Regions from separate parts of the Oryzias latipes genome. Here region 1 is linked to region 2. Evidence: chromatin contacts called from public Hi-C data. All regions are on one chromosome and are shown on one strand. The core of a region is the stretch at or near the end of the contact, and the rest is flanking DNA. Distances in the headings are between cores, read along the strand shown. Region 1 overlaps LOC101162723 (ankyrin repeat and BTB/POZ domain-containing protein BTBD11-A). Region 2 holds the start of LOC101162723 (ankyrin repeat and BTB/POZ domain-containing protein BTBD11-A).

Region 1 (3,758 bases), core at 241-2,740, 170 kb after region 2:
TACAGATTTTGAAGATTCATTAAAAACAAATAACTGAACAAAAAATGAACAAATAAAAAAAAATTACATATTAGAGATCAAAACAAAATTAAAAAATTAATAAAATCAGACATTTTGGAAAACGAAAGCAGTTTCTAGAATTTAAAATGAAATGTGGAAAAACCAAACACAATAAGGAATCGCTGATTGGAGGATGACGTTTTTCCATCATTTCAGCTAAATAATATTTGGCATAAAATGATCCTGGCTGTGCTCTGTAATAGCTATAAAACTTTTATTATTATGGAAACATTTAAGATGCATTTGGGGAAAAAAACATCAAACATCATCATCCAATCATTAATGTCGCAGTTTCTTCGTTTCTTCTTTTGTTACATTTTAATTTCTGAAGTTTTATTTTTATTTCCTTACTTTTTTTTTAGAATTGTGTTTTGGCTTTTGGAAATTTCTTTTGCTTTCTAAAAGGTAATGTGGTTTTTTTTTTTTTTTTTTTTTTTTGCTTTTTTAATTGTCGTTGTGCTCTTTAAGTGATTGGTTGGTGTGATTTGGCCGTCAGGGCCACCGTAGACTGAAAACAGTCGACAGGCAGCCTCCTAGTTAGGGCGACGACTGAAACGATCCAAGATTTTCAGGGAAAATCTCTTTCCGCCATCTCCGCTGCTTCCACCTCTCCTCTTGCATACTGCTTCTCCTCCTCCTCCTCCTGTCACGCCCCTGAGCTCTGAATGTTAACGGCTGTGTATCTCTCTCCCTGAACCTCACCTATGACTTCCCAGGTGCCCAGCACAGTAAACAAGCACCCCTCAGTTTATCCTGAAACGCGCCAGGGGACGCCACTCACTTTCGCCGTGTTACACGGACACATCCCCGTTGTGCAGGTAGTGACGTCTATGACCTGTACCCACTAACCTCTGGCCCCTCCCCGTGAACTCACCTTTGTTACAAGTGAGGGTGATAGAGATGCATCACCGTAGCAACAACGCCCCGTGTCCTTGTTCTTGGTCCTAACTGTGTTGTCAGAAAAAAAAAGGAGTTTAACTGTTTGTTAACTCATCATATACAAGGTGTGACCCCCCCCCCCCCCCCCAACCCTTAACCTTACACAATAACCGCAGACAAGCTCCTGCAGTGTGCCAGAAAAGCTTTTATTTTGAAAGTCAAAGATGTTTAGTTGCAGTAACTGTAAAATCTGACACCGCCTTCATGGGTTTTATGAAATATTAATCTGCATCAATGCAATCAGAGAGTTGGCAGCAGAAAAAGAACACCCCCCCCCCCCCCCCCACAACCACCTACACCCCCAGACAGAAACCCCCAATGAGGAAGTGTAGCCATGAGAGTGTCCAGAGCTTTCCAAATGAGGTGATTTAGGCATCCAGCAGTTGAGGCCCCCCCTCCCCATGCCGAGCATGAGTGCTAATACGCCCTTTCCCCCCCACCCCCACCCGGCCTGTTTCTCTCCTCCATTTGTTTTCCTCCTCCCCTTCTTCCCTTCTCTGCCACAGCTGCTGCTGGATAACAGAGCGAACGTGGAGGGCGCCCTGCAGGATGGGGCGGAGAACTACACCGAGACGCCACTACAGCTCGCCGCCGCTGCAGGTACATTTTAATGTTCTCTCATCCGGTGTAAAGACCCGCTCTGATGAAAGTGGGGGGTTTTGGCGTTTTTAACATGTTCTCGTGGCATTTTTCTGATGATGGAGGACATACATGAACAACATTGAGCTTAAAATTGTGTTTCTGAGTATTCCTTTATTCAAATTCATGAAAACAAAAATAGCAGCTTTTCTGTTGGTTTTATCTCCATAGCAACCGTTTAATTTTTGGGTCACCTGGGGCTGACAAAAAGGTCGGTGTAATTTTTAGAAGAATCGACAAAAGTAAATTTTTGACTTTCCTTGGCAACTGAGGTTTTTTTTGCTAAACACACCTACATTCGTAATATGCTCATATCATGTGTAATATGGTTTCGTTCAGCTTGAGCCAGGGATTCATGTATGACATTTTCACAATATTCTGGTTGAAAAAGAAAATGTGCAAACAACAGGAAAATGTCACTTTTAAGAGCTTGCCCAATGAATGTCATTCAAAATCTGATTTGCTTTTCCAAAGGTTGAAGTACAACTTCTGGTGACAAATTAACGGCTCCTTAATTGATAAAGAGTCAAAAACTCTGGTCTAGAATAATTGGATGATTAGCAGCGATCATTTAATGACGTGATTCAATCTAGAGATGAGTTTAGGGGCAAATGAAACCCCTTGATGCCTCCTTCTTCATCTCTTTCAGGAAACTTCGAGCTGGTCAGCTTGCTTCTGGAGCGAGGGGCCGACCCGCTCATCGGTACCATGTGTCGAAACGGCATCTCCTCGGCTCCTCTGGGAGACATGAACTCGTTCAGCCTGGCAGCATCGCACGGCCACAGGTGATACAAGCAATCCCAGTGCGCTCCATCTGCCGCCAGATCTATCCATCAGCGCCGTATCGATCCGTGTACGCTCGGCCCCATCTGCCTCTCACAAAATCCCAGCACACACGAGGTGTCTCAGTTTCCCCGCGGAACAGCAGACGATGAGAGCTGCAGCGAAGCTGTCAGCGAGCCGAGCAAACAAACTCATTAACATTCATGGCAATGGAGTGAAGAGGAGCGGCACCGACACAGTGGAGGGTTTTTACGACAATCAATTACAGAGCAGCAGTTGGGCGGGCTGCATGCTGGCAGACGGTTACAGACCGGACTCTCTGACACGGAGGAAAAAATGAAAACTGATTGGAGTTAACTCCGCCCACTTTAACAACATTTCAAAAATCTTCAATTAAGCCTCACTTTGGCTTAATTTTGAACTCCGATCAATTCAAAACATCTGATCAACACATATAAACATTTACATTTTTTTGAGACCCGAGTGACCAAATTTTGAATTTCTGGGTCAAGTCCTACTTCTTAGCCTCAGAATTCAATGGTACTTTGTGTTTAAACCAGCCTCTAGAGGTGATTTGAGGTACTACAAAAACACAAGATTTCCAGGGTTTCCCGTAAACCTGGGAACAGAAGATGGGGGCTTTGTCATCACTGCCTGATGGTGGGGCCCTGAAGAGTGGGCCCTGGAGAGAGGGGTCTGGAAGAGTGAACTCCTGAAGATTTAGGCTATGATTAGCGGGGCCTTAAAGGGTGGACTGTGAAGAGAGGGGCCTGATCAGTGGGGATCCTGAAGAGTAGGCCCTGAAGATTGAGGCCCCTGATAAGGTGGGCCCTGAAAATTTAGGCTTTGATGAGTAGAGTGGGCCCTGAAGGGTATAACCCTGATTAGTGGGGCCATACAAAATATGGCTCTTAAGAGTGGACCCCACAAAGTGGATCCTAAAGAGTAGGGCTCTGATAAGTGGGGCCAAGAGCCTGATAAGTGCAGCCCTGAAGAGTGGGCCCCTAATGAAAAAGGCTCTAAGGAGTGAAACCACAAAGAGTGGGGGCCTGATGAGTGAGGCTCTGATGAGAAGTGAGGAGGAGTGGGCCCCTGAAGAGTGAGATAATAAAAAGTGGATCTTTGAGGAGTGTAGGGCCCTAGAAAGTTGAGTTTTGAAAAGAGGGGGCTCTTGCAGCGTGAACCAAGGTGGCCCCCTGAAGAGTAAGGCAATGATTTATAAAGTCCCGAAGGGTGGGCCCCTAAAAAATTACCCCCTTCTGAGCGGGGCCCTTGAGGAGTGGAGCCATGAAGAATTCTGTCCTCAGTCAGAGAAGAGTCCCCTTTACACTCCTGTC
Region 2 (3,521 bases), core at 727-3,226:
ACAATTTTTACAAAGCATACTTTCTTCCAAGCAGAAATTATTTATTTCTGTGGGCGGCTGTAAATATAAATATTTGAATGTGAAAAGTAGAAATAGTTACATTATATAAAAGGGTAAAAGCTCTCAAATGTTAAAATAAGTAACACATTTAGAGATGCTTCTTTTTTATTTTATTTCTATAATTTTGCTTAAAGCAGAGTATATTTCTTACAATATATGAAAAAATAATAATTTAGGTGTCAAAATCTACATCAATTTATAATATCAGTTCATGGTGGCTCACAATTTACCCAGAAATTTACTAAATTCCATTTTTCCCTCACTAAATATTTAGCCATTATTATTTGCCTTTGCGTGTCTCCAATGCACATCTATGTATTCATTACCTCTAAGAGTTTCTTTTTTTTTATTTATATGTTGTGGCAAACTATTAGAGGATGCTATGGTTCCTCGCTCTGGCTTGTTTTGTGTGGTTGACCACATTATGCTCAAGAACACGACAACTTCTAAAGTCTGGAAGAGTTCTAAGACTTCTGAAAATGAGGCCGAAAAATCTCCCAAGCTATATAATTATTAATTTAAGCTTTAAATAAAGGTTTGGCTACAACCTTTTCCCTAATATGTAGAAGACAATGAATACAAATATGATATAAATGAGATTAAGTTTTTGTCAAGCAATCCCTTTGATCCAAAAATCTGTCAATTGCATTCTGTTATACATAATGTGTGTTTACACAAAGGACACTTATTGAATAAATTAGACACCTGTAGGTCACCTACAGGCACCCTGAATTGCCTAAAAGACATCATAGGCATACTAAAATGCAAATAATGGAAAGATCCAGGTCATTTCCTACTGGGGTTGCCACCTTTAAAGGCCCACTGCGAGTATCCTCACACCCCAACCTAACATTACAGGTGCAACAAAAACGGTGAGTATTAATGAAGCTATTCCACCAGATTCCAGCTCGGACGAGGAAAACACGGATCTAGTCGTCTACAAGTGGATGCATCAGAATGGAGCGGAGCAGAGAGCTATGGTGGCCCGCCCAGCAACACAATAAAGAGCTTTAACAAACAGACTTTTTTTCAGGCTGATTAAAATATAGAAATTCTCAGAAATCTTAAATTTCTTTCTAAATGCCCTCGATTATCAGAAATACTGTAACAAGAACATGTTAAAAATGCCTAAAACGTAATTTCCATTGTTGTTTAAGCACAATATCAGTTAAGAATACATCTAAATTACTGCCTAAGCTACTATAATTAGCATAAAAATGTATTTTATATACCTAGATTGAAGAGAATCATAAGTTTTACTCTCCACTGGCGGATGCAGGGTGGAGATAGTTAGCTGTGACCTGTCCTCACCCGATAGCAGCTGGGATAGGCTCCAGCAACCCCGTGACCCCAACAGGGATAAAGAGGGTGTAGACATCGGATTGATGGATCTTTCCCTACAAGTTGTATGCAAGAACAATAAAGTTATTATTATGTCAAAAACCCATTCTGGATGTATTTATTTAATTGCTTATGTATTTAACTTTTTTCTATTCATGTTTTTGGCTGTTGCTGCTATAAAAAATGAACAAACAAAAAAAAAAAAAGTCAAATTACTTTAAAATGTCAGGGGAGAATTGTTCTTGGTTTTTCCAGGATGAATGTTCTTTTTTTGCACATAATAAAATAAATTCACATTTGTAATTGCATATCCAAGTATCTTATTTTGTGACTTGTTGCTTTCCACAAATAGATGATGCTCAGTTACTTGTATTTTAAAAATACTATATCAACATTTTTGCTATTTTTTAATTCAAGATTTTATTTAATTGTTGGAACTCGTTTAAAACTTAATACATCAAAGCTGTAAACATATAAGTCCTGTTTAATTAAAGCGGATGAAAAAACAAAAACAGCATGACGAGAATCCTGCCTGTTGAGGATGACTCAGGTTTCATGGCAGGGTTCTTCCATTCTGCTCCAACGCGCTGTAACTACTATCATCCAGCCGAAGAAATCACGATGATTTCACTGTTACCAGGCAACCAAGGTTTGATAAGAGAGGGCCAGCTCCAGAGCACCACGGAGCACCTCCGACAGCAGCAGCCCCCCTCCACCGCTCTCACCTGAGCGAGGCAGCAAGACGCGCGCGCTCAACTGCAGAGAACACGGTCCACTTTGAGTTTGGACTCAGAGACGTTTCTGGAAAGAAACTCTACAAACTAAATGTCTAAACCCTCCCACAGGCTTTGGAGCCATGTTTTTACAGATAGATCAGTAAATTTAAGTTCTCATAAACAAACGCTCTCCCTATGATCCTCCAGAGCGCGCGCTTATTCCCAGATCAGGCATTTTGCAGCGTCACGTTAAGAAAATGTGAGGACTGTGGCGTGAGCAGATGGTTGGTGCGGCTCCGACGCTCATGCAAGAGCTCCAGCAGAACGCCTGAATCCTCATTCCAACTGCTCCATGTGCGTCCTCTGGATTCAGCTCAGTTTGGTTAGGGAGGAAAAAAAGTCACCTTACAGGGAGAGATGTATCTTAAGACTGAGTAATCGTATGACAGGATGATGCTGAACGTTGGGTTTTTGCGCACAAACCCGCAGAAAACATAAGAACAAAGACAGAGGAGTCTGAGAATCTCAGAGTCATGGTGAGAAAACACCGCAGCGGCGCGGATGAAAGCTTGGTTCGTGCGTGCGCGCCTCCAGCTGTTCGGTCTGGTTTCCCCGCACGCGCCACTTTCTGCTGCAGGTCCTTCCTACACGTCAGTCACAGCTGACGGAGACGCGGATTGGTGTCGCTCGGCCCCGCAGCGCGCAGGCTCCTCCTCTCCGCCGGAGCCCTGCCTGCGCTGCGCTTGTTTCAGGGAGCGCAGAAGGTTTGTGCGCTCTCGGAGGTACGCAGATGAAGTTGTAGGTTGGAGGATTTTGAGGACATCCAGGCTGAGAGAGGAGTAGAAAACTGGATTTGTAACTTGTTCTGAAGCTGTGGGATCCGGTCAAACCAACAGAAAGTGGCGGAGACATCCATGCGAGTTTGTGGCGTTTGACTGGGAGACCAAGCATACCCAACAGTATGCGGTGCAGTTATGGCAGGCAAGGGTAACACAGTCGTGAGGACGCTGGAGGATTTAACGCTTGACTCTGGTTATGGTGGAGCCGCGGACTCGGTCAGGTCGTCTAGCGTGTCGCTGTGCTGCTCCGACACGCATCCGTCCTTCTCGCATGGGGGCAACTGCTGGCATCTGACGGAATCCATGCACAGCAGACACAACAGTTTGGACACGGTCAACACCGTCCTGGCGGAGGAAACGGAGATCCTGGAGTGCGCGGGCCACTGCGCCAAGCTGCCCGAGCTGGAGGACGTGCCGTGGAGCCTCGGGGAGGTGGAGGGCGCGCTGAGGAAGGACGAGGAGCTGATGGTGGGCGACCCGCCGCCGGAGTTCCTGGCGCGGCTGTCGGCGCTCATCAGCCGCGCGCTGGTGCGCGTGGCGCGGGAGGCGCAGCGGCTCAGCCTGC

Evidence for each region. A called contact is a pair of places that touch in the nucleus more often than the background predicts.
Region 1: a contact with region 2 is called in a Hi-C map of embryo, with 2.1 times the contacts expected there. The contact joins the enhancer-like site here to the promoter of LOC101162723 in region 2. A contact is called at or near these places in 2 of 5 Hi-C or Micro-C datasets (embryo and fibroblasts).

The regions. Positions count from the first base shown.
Region 1 is chr23:19,978,396-19,982,153 of ASM223467v1, forward strand. It overlaps LOC101162723 (ankyrin repeat and BTB/POZ domain-containing protein BTBD11-A), which reads left to right. Exons shown (of 16, transcript XM_023952522.1): 7 at 1,506-1,599; 8 at 2,288-2,423. Among protein-coding and RNA genes, the nearest start is that of LOC101162969, 24 kb to the right of the region's middle. Within about 2 kb of position 1,491, at least 2 of the 8 cell types and tissues checked have an H3K27ac peak or open chromatin away from gene starts, as enhancers often do.
Region 2 is chr23:19,804,281-19,807,801 of ASM223467v1, forward strand. It overlaps LOC101162723 (ankyrin repeat and BTB/POZ domain-containing protein BTBD11-A), which reads left to right and starts at 1,977. Exons shown (of 16, transcript XM_023952522.1): 1 at 1,977-3,521. The coding sequence starts at 3,092.